Regions from separate parts of the Mus musculus genome. Here regions 1, 2 and 4 are each linked to region 3. Evidence: chromatin contacts called from public ChIA-PET and promoter capture Hi-C data. All regions are on one chromosome and are shown on one strand. Each heading gives the region's core, a stretch centred on a gene start, on an enhancer-like site or on the middle of the called end of the contact. The rest is flanking DNA. Distances are from core to core; before and after follow the strand shown.

Region 1 (2,700 bases), core at 67-2,566, 510 kb before region 3:
CCCTCCTGCTGTAAGGAAGGCTCCTGAAGGTGAGTTTCTTCACGTCATGTCCATCCCCCAGCTTGCCACACATCTTTCTGGAGGGCTAAGAGGAGGGGTGAGAGTATAAGTGGCCATCCGGGGAACATGGAGGAGTGCCATCTGGCTACAGAGACGACAGCTCTGTGATCCTTAGAGCTCAGGAGTGTGAATTGGAGCCAGAGGGGCCTGGGATCTGGACATAACTTGAGAAGAGTTCTGGAGAGGACGTCTAGAGGCTGTGGAGAGAAACAGAAGAAGGATGTCAGCGCGTGGCTCCAGAGGGTTTGCCAGATTTCATGGGATCCTTGTACAGTTTCTATGTCCTCTTTAGACCCCAGTTTTGACTGCACCCCAATGCCTAGCCACAAGCAGTTGTGCCTTTCAGTTCTTTCATTCTAGGACATGGAAGGGTCATGGAGGGCTCACTTCTGATGTTATTATCTAGGCCCATTTTCTCTTGGTCTGTAGGTGAGAGACAGAGCCTCTTCTTGAGTGCTCAAAAGAAAACACTCTCCATCCTGCTTACTGCTCATGGACTGTGCTGCCTAGTTTCTGTCAAGTTGACACAGGCTGAAGTCATCTGTGAGGAGGGACCCTCAATAAAGAAAATGCCTCCAGATGAGCCAGCTATGGGCAAGCCTGCAGGGCATTGTCTTAGTGATCAATGCGGGAGGACTCAGCCCACTGTAGCTGGTGCTGTCCCTGGGCTGGTGGTCCTGGGTTCTATAAGAGAGGAGGCTGAGCAAGCCATGAGGAAGGAGCAAGCCAGTAAGCAGCGCCCTCCTTGGCCTCTGCGTCAGCCCCTGCCTCCAGGTTCCTGCCTTGTTCCTGTCCTGACTTCCCTGATGATGAACAGCAATGTGGAAGTGTACGCTGAAAAAACCCTTTCCTTTTCAGGGTGGGAGGGCAGAGAGTGGGTTCCAGGGAAGGAAGGGAAAGCAGTTCCTTTGGCCGTCGTGGTGTTTCATCACAGCTATAGAAACCCTAACTAAGACGTGGATGATGGAAGAAAAACCACCCAAGCCCTGAACTGAAATTCGAAAGGCTTTGCAAGACGCCAACTTTCATTTCTACAAAGAGACGGGTGGGAAGACGAAGCTGGCAGAGCAGAGCTGGAAGAAAGATCTGGGCAGAGAAGACTGCTGCCCTGGACCTCACCCACACAGGGGGCCTCCGCCAGCAGAGCAGCCACTGCTGAGGCCCCCGGCCCCCCCCCCCCCGAGCCTGCGCGCCTGCGCGCCTGCGCCTAAGAGCAGAAAGTCTGCCCAGTGGCTGTTTGCTTGCTTGCACTGGCAGCCATCTGCTGGACCAGAAAATACCAACAGCAATCCGCAACAATCAGCTTTCATTCTGAGGGAAGAGTCTGAATGAAGCTCAGGAATAGATGCCGTCTCTCAGCCTCCTCCCAGGATGCACCTCAGTTGGGATAGGATTCTGCCAGCCACCAAGCTGGAAACCACTTCCACCGGGTTCCGTTTGTTATTGAGTTCTTGGAAGTGCTGCTCTCCGCCCCCCTCACCCCCCAGTCCCTGCCAGCTTTTTCCACAGGGTGGGATGGCAGAGGGTAGGTTCCAGGGAGGGAAGGCAGTCACACAGAAGCTGCCTAACATATGACCACTTAAAACTATGTGTTCACCTCATTCTGAACACTCTGTGGTTTGAAAGTAAAACCTGCCTGTTCTTTCCTTCCTCTCCGCTATTTAAATAAAACATGGATGGACACACACAAGGATATCTGGAGGCTAACAGTGGTTCTGGGGAGAGATCCCATGATAATTTGGAATCATCCTTATAGGGGATAATGACATCAAGGCTAGAAGTTAGGATTCTAGGATGTGATGAAGCTCCTGGGGTGGGAGGAGCTTGTGCAGGGACCCCAAGACATCCTGCCATTTTGCACAGTGAGTTAGGCTCCCAGACAAAGATGCCTCAGAGGTGCTAAGGTTATTTCTAATGCTGTCACAGCGAATATTCTGTCCAGATTTGCTTTACTGTGCAGCCAGCCACAAAAGTTCTAGTGTCCTTCAATGGTGCCTGTCTCCTGACATCTGGGAAGCATCCCTAAAACTGGGCCTTTTTCAGGCCTTGATTTGAATGGATTCAGAATTAGAAAAACAGAGACACAGGGTTGCTTAGGGCAGAGACGAGAGAGACAAGCCAGAGACTGGGGCAAAGGGGAAAGAGAGCAACCAGATCGCCAGACATCCAAGCCACAGGACGGGAGAAGTCAGGGGGCAGGTGGGGATGGAGAGGGTGAAGTGTAAGCAAGAGGGATGCTTAGAGCCACAAACCAAGACAACAGGGACAAGCAGGAGTCAGGAATGGGAAAGAGCCAAAAGAAGAACAGAAGTCAGTGCTGTGTGAAATGAAGAGGTGGGGAAGCAGGCTGGACAGCATGAAGCACCCATAGCTCACACTGGTCAGCAAGGAACGGGGTGTGGAGAGACAGAGGACAAATGCACAGGAAGGTACACTAAGCTATCCTGAGCCTCAGAGCCTTGGATTACTCCACAGGAAATGATAACATCCATATCTCTAAAGCCAGGGTCGGTCTTCATGGCCTTCATCTCTCGATTCTCTCATCAGCAATGTGGCTTGTCTGAAATTCGCATGCACTCATTCACACTGTGCGCCTTGGAGGTCTTCTGTGCCAGACTAGTTCGTCACATCTGGGGGGGG
Region 2 (2,700 bases), core at 77-2,576, 430 kb before region 3:
CCTCTGAGTCTACCCCATGGCACCTCTGTGCCCTGGAGGTCCTTGGACCACCCTGCTCCCTTCCTTTGGCTTCACCTGAACTTGCACCATTAGTGTGTCATGAATTTAGTTGGCTATCTGAGTTTTCCTTTTTCTTTTCTTTTTTTTTTTTAATTTATGGTTTTGTTTATGTTTTTATAAAATTGACCAAGGACGCTGACTGCCTAGGCTTGCCTCTGGTGGATGGTTCAGGAGCTCCTAGTGCTGGTTGCAGGGGAAGAAAGTTTGAGCAGAGGTCAGGACTCCAGTTTCTCCTCCTTTCCAGCCATGCGTGGGAGTGACTCAGGTCCTCTCTGGGCCTCCAGTCTGGGGTTCTTAGTAACTACCACAAACTGGGTGTTTAAACTGGCTTCCAAATAAAGCCCTACCCAGATAAATGTTGATGCCTGGCAGCCCTGCAGTCTTCTTATGCCACCTAGAGCTCAGGACAGCATCTGCAGAGGAAGAGAGACCAGACAATCCCTCAGGAACCGAAGAGCATTTCTCTCCTTTGGGAAGTTCCTCATTTGTCCTGGATTCCCTGTTTCTGCTGTAAATAACTTGCCATTTTTATAGGAGAGGTGAATAGAGACCTTTGTATGCCAGAAGAGCCCCGAGAGATGATAAAAGCTGTAATAATTTACCCGTGACCCCAGGACTTCTGGTGAGGTGCCCTGCCCATTCTGGAATCCTGCCCATTCATCTCAGTACAGAAAAAAAAAAGACCTGCTTCCACTCGTGGAAATAAGTGTCCCTTGTCAGGCTTCCCAGATATGCAAGCCCCCAGGGCCAAGGACACCCCGATGATGTCCTGCTACCCCAGAGCCCACTAGACAGGAAGCTTCTAGAAGGGTCCGAGAGAAGAGAAAACTCTCAGACAGTTCCTGGTAGTCCCAGCCAGCTTTCTGTCCTGTGGTTGGAACTGCAAGGTCATACCTGTCTCGAAGCTATTTCCTCCCTCTCTCTCATATCAACAAGCCAGTGTCATGTGTGTGGCCTTTTCCTTACTTTCACGTAAACTGCTTCTGTCCAGGAAATTAACTTAGGGAAAAAAAGTGTTAGGAGCTATAGATTCAAAGGCACTTTACCTCTAGAGGCAAAATCACCCTCAGAGAGGCAAACATTGGCCCAGAATTACTTAGAGCAAACACTTAAAACACACTTCCCCTCCCTTACATGTTTTACAGTGAAGACAACTATGAAAAAAATAGGAAGGGGATATAACAAGAGTAAATACGGTAATCTGGTCATTGCTAGCTCGGGTGCTGGACTTGGGACTTGGGAGTGCCAACTGGGGCCCCTTACTACATTGGACCTGGGGTGTACTGTGGGCAAGAACAAGTATGGTTCCTATGCCTGTGGACAACATAGCCTAAGGTTAGCTGAGGGTGAGAATCGGGGATAGATACTGCTCTTTTGTCTACTTGGATGGTCAGCCTCTCCCTAGGGGCCTGACCTTGGCTCATAGGAAACACTGAGGACTTAAGCTGAGATCTCCATGTGCAGCCAGGTAGCCACGGCAGGTGTGCTGAGCTCTGGGCAGAACCATCGTTCCTGATTCTTCAAGGTGGACCCCAAGGGGGAAATCCAACAAAAGCAGTGGCCCCCAGACAGGTATGATCTTTCCTTCTTTCTCTTTCTAAGAGTCAGATGCCCTCTGCCTCTGAACAGAAGGCTGAGGGGGATACAAATGAGGTCGGAGGTCAGCAATGTGAAGGAGTATGGAGGACAATGACACCTTTTTCTCTCCTCTTCTCCTTCCTGGGTCAAACAAAGCATGAAGACAGTTGTGGAGCCAAGGTGCTCTGCTACCTGGCCTACACTTGTGTTGCCAGGAAGCATCACAACAGAAGCCTTGTGTATGTGACATCGGGCATTAGATAGGCAGCCGAGCCCCTTCTGTGACAGGGTTGGAGTCCCTGACCTAGGAAACACCGCTGCTGAAGACCATGAGAATCAGGAACTATTAGCACTGGCTCCCAGAGCTTGTCAGGTTAGTGCTGGCAGCCCCCGGGGACATAGACAGCGGCAGGATGGTCACGAGGCCTCACATTCTCATTAGCGGTGTCTCAGTACACACTATATCCGTGTACAGTGGTCGGCTTTAGACTCTGTTTGTCAGAGTCATTCCCGTTATGTTCAGTACCCTAGGTCCCATCTCTGCTCCATACAACAGCCCGAGGCGCAGGCTAGAGACATGGCTTTAAGGCTCCTCCACATCCAGGAGCTACCTTAGGAGATGCCTTCAAGGCCACCAAACCTTCCCTCTGTGCTTCAGGTGTGGCATTGTCCCTTGCACGTGCATGACTGTTTTTCATTGCTGCCGGGAAGGCAAAGGACCACCACACAGATGAAAAGTGGCTGAATTATCTACACTGAGAGGAATCCTTGGTCTCTAATGACTTGGCCAGAGTCTAAAGTATTCCAAGTAAGGCCTCTGAAGCCTGGCTTACCCTGTTCATTAATAGACTTTTTTGAATACACAAAAATACTTGCTTAAAAATGCTTTATTTATATAATAAATGTAATCTAAACTGGGATCACCAAGTTATAGCTCATGGGCCAAATCTGGCCCATCAGCTATTTTTTTTTTTAATCAATAAAGTCGTACTAAAACACAAAGTCGTGAGGCTGGTTTTGCCCCATAACAGCGGAAGCAAATGGTTCTACATAGAAGATGTC
Region 3 (2,700 bases), core at 68-2,567:
TTTTTTTTTTTTTTTTTTTTTTTTTTTTTTTAGAATTACAGAAAAGACTCCTAAGATAAAATTTTGAAATGTGAATAGTTCCTCAGGGTCAAAGGAAGCGCAGCGTGGTTTTTTTTTGTTGTTGTTGTTTTTGGGTTTTTTTGTTTTTTTTTTTTGTACCCAACCCCAACCCCACAATTTAGTGAAGCTGCCTTTCTGGGTGTGTGTGTGTGTGCAAGGCTCACTGACTCCACAAATGGTACTTTGGGTATCGGGAAAAGAGGGGAACTGGAAATAAAAACCAAGGAAGTAGGTCAGCACCTCCTACGCCACGTTAAATGCCACTTTGATGCAAACGCATGGAAAGTCTCGGAAGACTTAACCAGTAAGAAATCGCCAACCTCTGTTAACGGGAGCCCTTTTGACTCCCTGTCTAGACTCAAGAAAGAAGGCGAAGTCCGGCTTAGTGGCGCATGTCTTTTAGCCCCAGATTTGGGAGGTAGAGGCAGGCGGAGCTCTGTGAGCTTGAGGTTAGCATGGTCTCCACAATGAATTCCAGAGTTCATTGGGGGGCGCGGGGGGCGTCGAAGACCTGCGGCAGGCCAAACACAACCCAAAGGCTACCACCCACCCACCCACCCTTGGTCAGACGCTACGGGTGACAATGGCTCGCCTAGTCCCCCTCCCCCTCCAACCCGGTGCCACGGAGCTCGGGCCACCGCCCCGCTCCCCACCCCCGGGACTCGCCGCCGCTCACCTCCGCAAGTTCTCGATCTCGGCGGGGATGCTCTGCAGCTGGTTGCCGCCCAGGCTGAGGGTCTGAAGGGCGCGCAGCTCCAGCAGCGAGGCGGGCAGCTCCTGGAAGCAGTTGCCGCTGAGGTTGAGCACTTGGAGGCTGCGGCAGAGCGGCGACTGGGCCAGGCCCTTGGGCAGCGAGCCCGGGCCGCCGAGCCGGTTGTTCCTGGCCAGCAGCGTGCGCAGGCCGCTCAGCGTCAGCAGCTCGGGCCCCAGCGCCGTGAGCGAGTTGCCGCTCACGTCCAGGAGCTGGAGGTGCGGGAAGCCGCCGCCCAACGCCCGCGGCAGCGACGTCAGGCGGTTGTAGGGCAGCAGCAGCCGCAGGAGAGCCTCGCGCGCGCCGCGCCGCTCCTCGGCGCGCGCCTCCAGCTCCGACTCCAACGCCTCGGCCGACACGCTGAGGCGGGACCAGTTGAGTTCGGCCTCCCCGAGCGCGGCCTCCTCCATCCCGCCGGATCCCGGGCCCGCGAGCCGAGGCGGCGCGCCCCGGAACCTAAAGCGAGCGCCGCGTCGGAAGTGGCGCGGCGCGGCCCGGTACGGCCCGGGCGCTCACCCCCGCGCGCCCTCCGAGTCACGCGATGGTCGGCGCCGGGTGCGCGCGCCGCTCCGGGGGCCGGGCTCCGCCTCACGTGGCGCACGGCGCGGCGTCCGCTGCGCAGGAGCCGAGGCCTGGCGCTCCCGGGAACCGTGTGAGGGAGCTGTGCTCGCCCGGGCGTCGCGGGGCTCGGTGGGCGAGCCGGAGGCCTGAGGCTCCCCGGAGCGGGCAGCTCGCCCTTTATAGTGTGGCACCCGGTGGTGGCCTTGGCCGCCAGAGTAAACAGCTCCGGGGCTGTTGATCCCGCCCGGGGGCCTGCGCGTCACGGGGCGCCGCCTCCTTTGTTCTCACTTGAGGCCGGGGCCCCCCCATTTTTGCGGGATCCAGAGAGAGTAGCCATGACGGGGACGTAGCCTGAGAATTTAATGTCTTCAGGAGAACGTGCTTGGTGGCCCCACGCCTCTCGTCCCCGCTCTGAAATGCAGAGGCAGCCGTACTGAGTCTGAGGCCCGCCTGACCTACATAGCCCAGGCTAGCCAGGGCTACACGGTGAAGAACAAAGGCCTCTTCGAAGCTAAAGCCAAAGTCGGAGATGGCTGTCGCCCCAGCTGGAAAGCATGCTTGAAGACCTTCCCTTCCCTGATTGCCTGTTGTTTCTTAAAGCATTGTCTAACGCGAGCGAGCCAAGACAGCCACAGCTATACAGTGAAACCTTGTTTGGAAAAAAAACAAACCCCAAAACAACAACAAAAAGCACCATTGTAAAAGTATTGTGTGTCCAATAAGAACTTTGTCCACGTCAATCACAGAATCACTCCTGTGGGCTTTGGTCCCTTGGGCATGGGAATGCGCTTGGGAGTTGGATATAGGAGCCCCCTTTATTAGATCTAGCTTACACTGAGCTCAGATGGAGAAAGCGTTCAAAGCACTCTGCAAGTGAGAACTAGATAGAATTTAACTGGGAAAGTCTTGACTCTAGCTCTAATTCACTAATTCCAGTAGATTTATTTTCATCCTGATCCCATTTCAATGTCAATCTTTTCTGAGATTTCGTTTTGTAATTTTAAAGTCATTAGTGGAAATAAGAGAAAAGCTTAGTTTCTTACCGAGCTTAAATACAAGAAAGTTAAAAGGTTATGTGATAACCAGTGGGATTAAATTGCTTTTTTTCCTAAAAATCATAACCTCATCTACTCAGTTGTGCAGATGAGAGACTTCATGCTACTTCACAGCTAAGCTTTATGATTGAGTTGTCATGTTTGTTAGTTTAAACAATCTATGAGTGGAATTTAAAAAATATGTGCCAGACATAGTAGTACCTGCTTTTAATCCCAACATTCAGGAGGCAGAGGTGGGAGTGTCTCTGTGAGTACCAGCCTGATCTACATAGT
Region 4 (2,700 bases), core at 64-2,563, 370 kb before region 3:
GAGCAAAACAAACCTTAAGTAATCCATCTCTGATCTTCCCTTAGAGCTTCAGATTTTAGTGACCTCCCTGGGCTACCAATAATACACCTTGGTTTTTCTTTGTCTTTTTTTTTTTTGTCTGTCATACCTGACATCACACGCCAAAGGCAAGTCTTCAAATCCTAAGGATAAGTACACATTGTACAAGTGACAGTAAGTCCCTGGTGAGTTACACCTGCTAAGCTCCCAACCAATTTCAAGCTGTGCACTGTATCAAAGTCTTACGCCAGGCTTTAAAAGAAAACAAATCCAGAAAATAAACCAGCACAGAACAGGTTTTCTTCTGTTGCGGTGGGGGCGTGAGGCAGGAGTCTGGTTTTTAAGGTATACAATAGCGGACTTCTGACTTTAAAAAGAAAAGAAAAGATTGTCGTGGGAGAGATTGTGTTTAATGCTCTGCTCCTCCCCGCCCAACCCTCCCCACCTCTTGGATCTCCTGAAAAGTGAGAATACAATGAAACTGGTTTGTATTTATATAGATATTTTACAAGGTTAAATAAGAACAACAATAAAAAAAATTGAACACTAAAATGAACAGGGTTTTTTTGTTTTTGTTTTTGTTTTCCTCTTTTTAATTTTCTTTCCAAACGTGACCAGTGTTGCTGAGTGGCACTCAAGTAAGTGCTGGTCTTTCCCGCGCAGCTGGCTCCTGGGGGCTGTTCAGGTGGAGTTGGAAGCTGATGCAGAAGCGGCGTTATTGGTCTGTCCACGGTCTCCAGCATTAGTATCTGCAAATCCAAAGGCCCAAGAAAGCGTGAGCAACGTTATAACACTGCAAAGAGCACAAGTACACCACTCACCGCACAGTGCTGAGGCCTACCAGAGCTGTCATTGCCTATGTGGGTTCAAACACACAGCACCAGGACTTCCTTTCTGCTAGGAGCTCAGTGATGGCACAAGTGTGCGTGCACATGCGTGTGTGGTGTATGTGCGTGTGGCAGTACACTTAATGCATCACAGACTCAGGAATTTGAGGTCACTTCTGTCAAGGCTTTGCTATAGCTAGTACTGACCGGCAGTACTCAGGTTGGAGTCTAGCTTACTGAAAATAAATGACACTAGCTAAAGATCCTGAGCCGTGTTCCAACAGGCCATCTGCTAAGGGCCTGGACAAGTGAAGACACAGCAGATGCCAAGAACACATAGGAACCTTACCACTTAAGGGTAAGCTGTTCAGTTTATCAACTTCACGACCACTTTCTAAAAACTGCACTTCCTCTCTGAACTCTGCATTTTCCTGTTCCTCAAATAATCTGCCCTTCCATTCCTTTAGCCCACTAGGGGGCAGTCAACAGGGGAATGCTTTTAGTTCTACTTCCTTATAGATACCACAGAGTCACGCTGCCAGAGCACGGAAACATCTAGCTCACAGGTGCATGGCACATGAACCAGAGCCTCCTTCCGAAGGCAGCAGGCGGCTTTCTCAGCACTGAAGAGTCAGGTCTAAGGCTTCAACCATGACTTCCTTAGACATGCCCTACTAGAAGGGAGTTTTCTGTTCACAGCCACCTAAATTTGGTGTACTACTAACTCAACATGAATTCCTGTCTAGAAGACAGATCACATCAGGGCTTTCTTCATCATTTTTAGAATTCAGGCACAGGCTGCATTAATTAAAAACATTTCAGAAGCAGGCTGGAAAACCAGAGTTACTTCAGAATTGCAATGTTCCTAATAGCATTTCCTGGTTCTACACAATTGTCAACAAATGCACGGTCATCACCAAATGACACCCACTTTCAGCAGAAGATGCCAGGAGGAACTTTTGTTCTATCTTACAACCCAGGACTTAATGGATACCTATCACATCCACATATCAACTAGTATGGTAGGCAGCTCTGGCCATGGTGGCTACCAGGGTTGCCAGCAGATGCCTGCCAAGGTGAATACAGTAAATACTCCCCCTACCAGCAACCTGCACATTTCGGGTAATTACTCTTTTGGTAAAGTCCTTTGTAACAACTAATCGTCAGATGCCCTTTACCAGCTATAGCCCATTCATACCAACCATCCTCCCCTTCCTCTGAGTAAATTCAAAGTCTGTCTGCATGATCAGCATGAAAAGCACAAACATTTTATGTGATCATGTAACTGGAAATGAGCTTCCTATCTGAATAATAAAATCTGCTGGGTGTTCATGTTCCTCAGATTTAAAATCTAACGATCTCATCATTGTTCTCAGCATTGTATCCAAACCATGTGATAAGGAGTCTTTAACAGGTAATCATGATTACCAAAGTCTTTTTGCCAGGTGTGGTGACCATCTCTGTCTACACAGTGAGAGAGACAATGATTCCACATACAAGCAAATCCTTTATATGCAAAATTACGCTTTTAATTTGTATTTTAAAAAAGCATCAAACAAACAAACAAAAGAAAAGCTGGCTAGAGGCTCAATGTGGTGTAGGGGCTGCTGTACAGAACAGCTCATCTTTACTATATGAAGACAGAACAGAATATACAGAAGAGACAGTTGGAGCAGTCAAACACTCTGTATGGGATGGGTAGAGAATAAAGCATTCTGAAAACAAGTGCAGAGCTGACCCTGTACTAGGTCAACCACCTCTAGAAACAATGTTCACTCTCACTCTCGCCCTTCTCAAGGTCCTACAGAAACCATGCCTCCATCCCAGAACAGACTTGAGAGGGAATGGACAATGT

The links. Promoter capture Hi-C pulls out the DNA fragments that hold promoters and counts their contacts. ChIA-PET counts read pairs in DNA pulled down with a chosen protein or histone mark.
Region 1: an RNA polymerase II ChIA-PET map of memory CD8 T cells shows a contact between it and region 3, with 6 read pairs. The contact joins the enhancer-like site here to the promoter of Lrrc58 in region 3. A contact is called at or near these places in 3 of 39 promoter capture datasets (hippocampal neurons, pre-B cells and stem cell-derived epiblast-like cells) and 2 of 115 datasets of contacts at active chromatin or transcription factors (embryonic forebrain and memory CD8 T cells).
Region 2: a promoter capture Hi-C map of hippocampal neurons shows a contact between it and region 3, with 2.9 times the contacts expected there. The contact joins the promoter of Nr1i2 here to the promoter of Lrrc58 in region 3. A contact is called at or near these places in 10 of 39 promoter capture datasets (the 3T3-L1 cell line, 3T3-L1-derived adipocytes, cranial neural crest and 5 more), 3 of 484 Hi-C or Micro-C datasets (embryonic stem cells and liver), 4 of 115 datasets of contacts at active chromatin or transcription factors (embryonic forebrain, embryonic stem cells, extraembryonic endoderm stem cells and 1 more) and 1 of 9 other capture datasets (embryonic stem cells).
Region 4: an RNA polymerase II ChIA-PET map of memory CD8 T cells shows a contact between it and region 3, with 17 read pairs. The contact joins the enhancer-like site here to the promoter of Lrrc58 in region 3. A contact is called at or near these places in 8 of 39 promoter capture datasets (the 3T3-L1 cell line, the C10 cell line, HPC-7-derived erythroid cells and 4 more), 12 of 115 datasets of contacts at active chromatin or transcription factors (bone marrow-derived macrophages, cardiomyocytes, embryonic forebrain and 8 more) and 3 of 9 other capture datasets (adipose tissue, embryonic stem cells and liver).

The regions. Positions count from the first base shown.
Region 1 is chr16:38,375,212-38,377,911 of GRCm38.p6, reverse strand. It overlaps Popdc2 (popeye domain containing 2), which reads right to left. Exons shown (of 4, transcript NM_001081984.2): 4 at 1-257. Among named protein-coding and RNA genes, the nearest start is that of Popdc2, 14 kb to the right of the region's middle. Within about 2 kb of position 1,316, at least 184 of the 459 cell types and tissues checked have an H3K27ac peak or open chromatin away from gene starts, as enhancers often do. A contact at or near this core is called in hippocampal neurons and memory CD8 T cells, where this site is marked.
Region 2 is chr16:38,293,450-38,296,149 of GRCm38.p6, reverse strand. It overlaps Nr1i2 (nuclear receptor subfamily 1, group I, member 2), which reads left to right and starts at 1,326. Exons shown (of 9, transcript NM_010936.3): 1 at 1,326-1,632.
Region 3 is chr16:37,867,017-37,869,716 of GRCm38.p6, reverse strand. It overlaps Lrrc58 (leucine rich repeat containing 58), which reads right to left and starts at 1,317. Exons shown (of 4, transcript NM_177093.3): 1 at 737-1,317. The coding sequence starts at 1,221.
Region 4 is chr16:38,238,569-38,241,268 of GRCm38.p6, reverse strand. It overlaps Gsk3b (glycogen synthase kinase 3 beta), which reads right to left. Exons shown (of 11, transcript NM_019827.7): 11 at 1-767. The coding sequence ends at 700. Among named protein-coding and RNA genes, the nearest start is that of Nr1i2, 55 kb to the left of the region's middle. Within about 2 kb of position 1,313, at least 77 of the 459 cell types and tissues checked have an H3K27ac peak or open chromatin away from gene starts, as enhancers often do. A contact at or near this core is called in bone marrow-derived macrophages, epiblast stem cells and memory CD8 T cells, where this site is marked.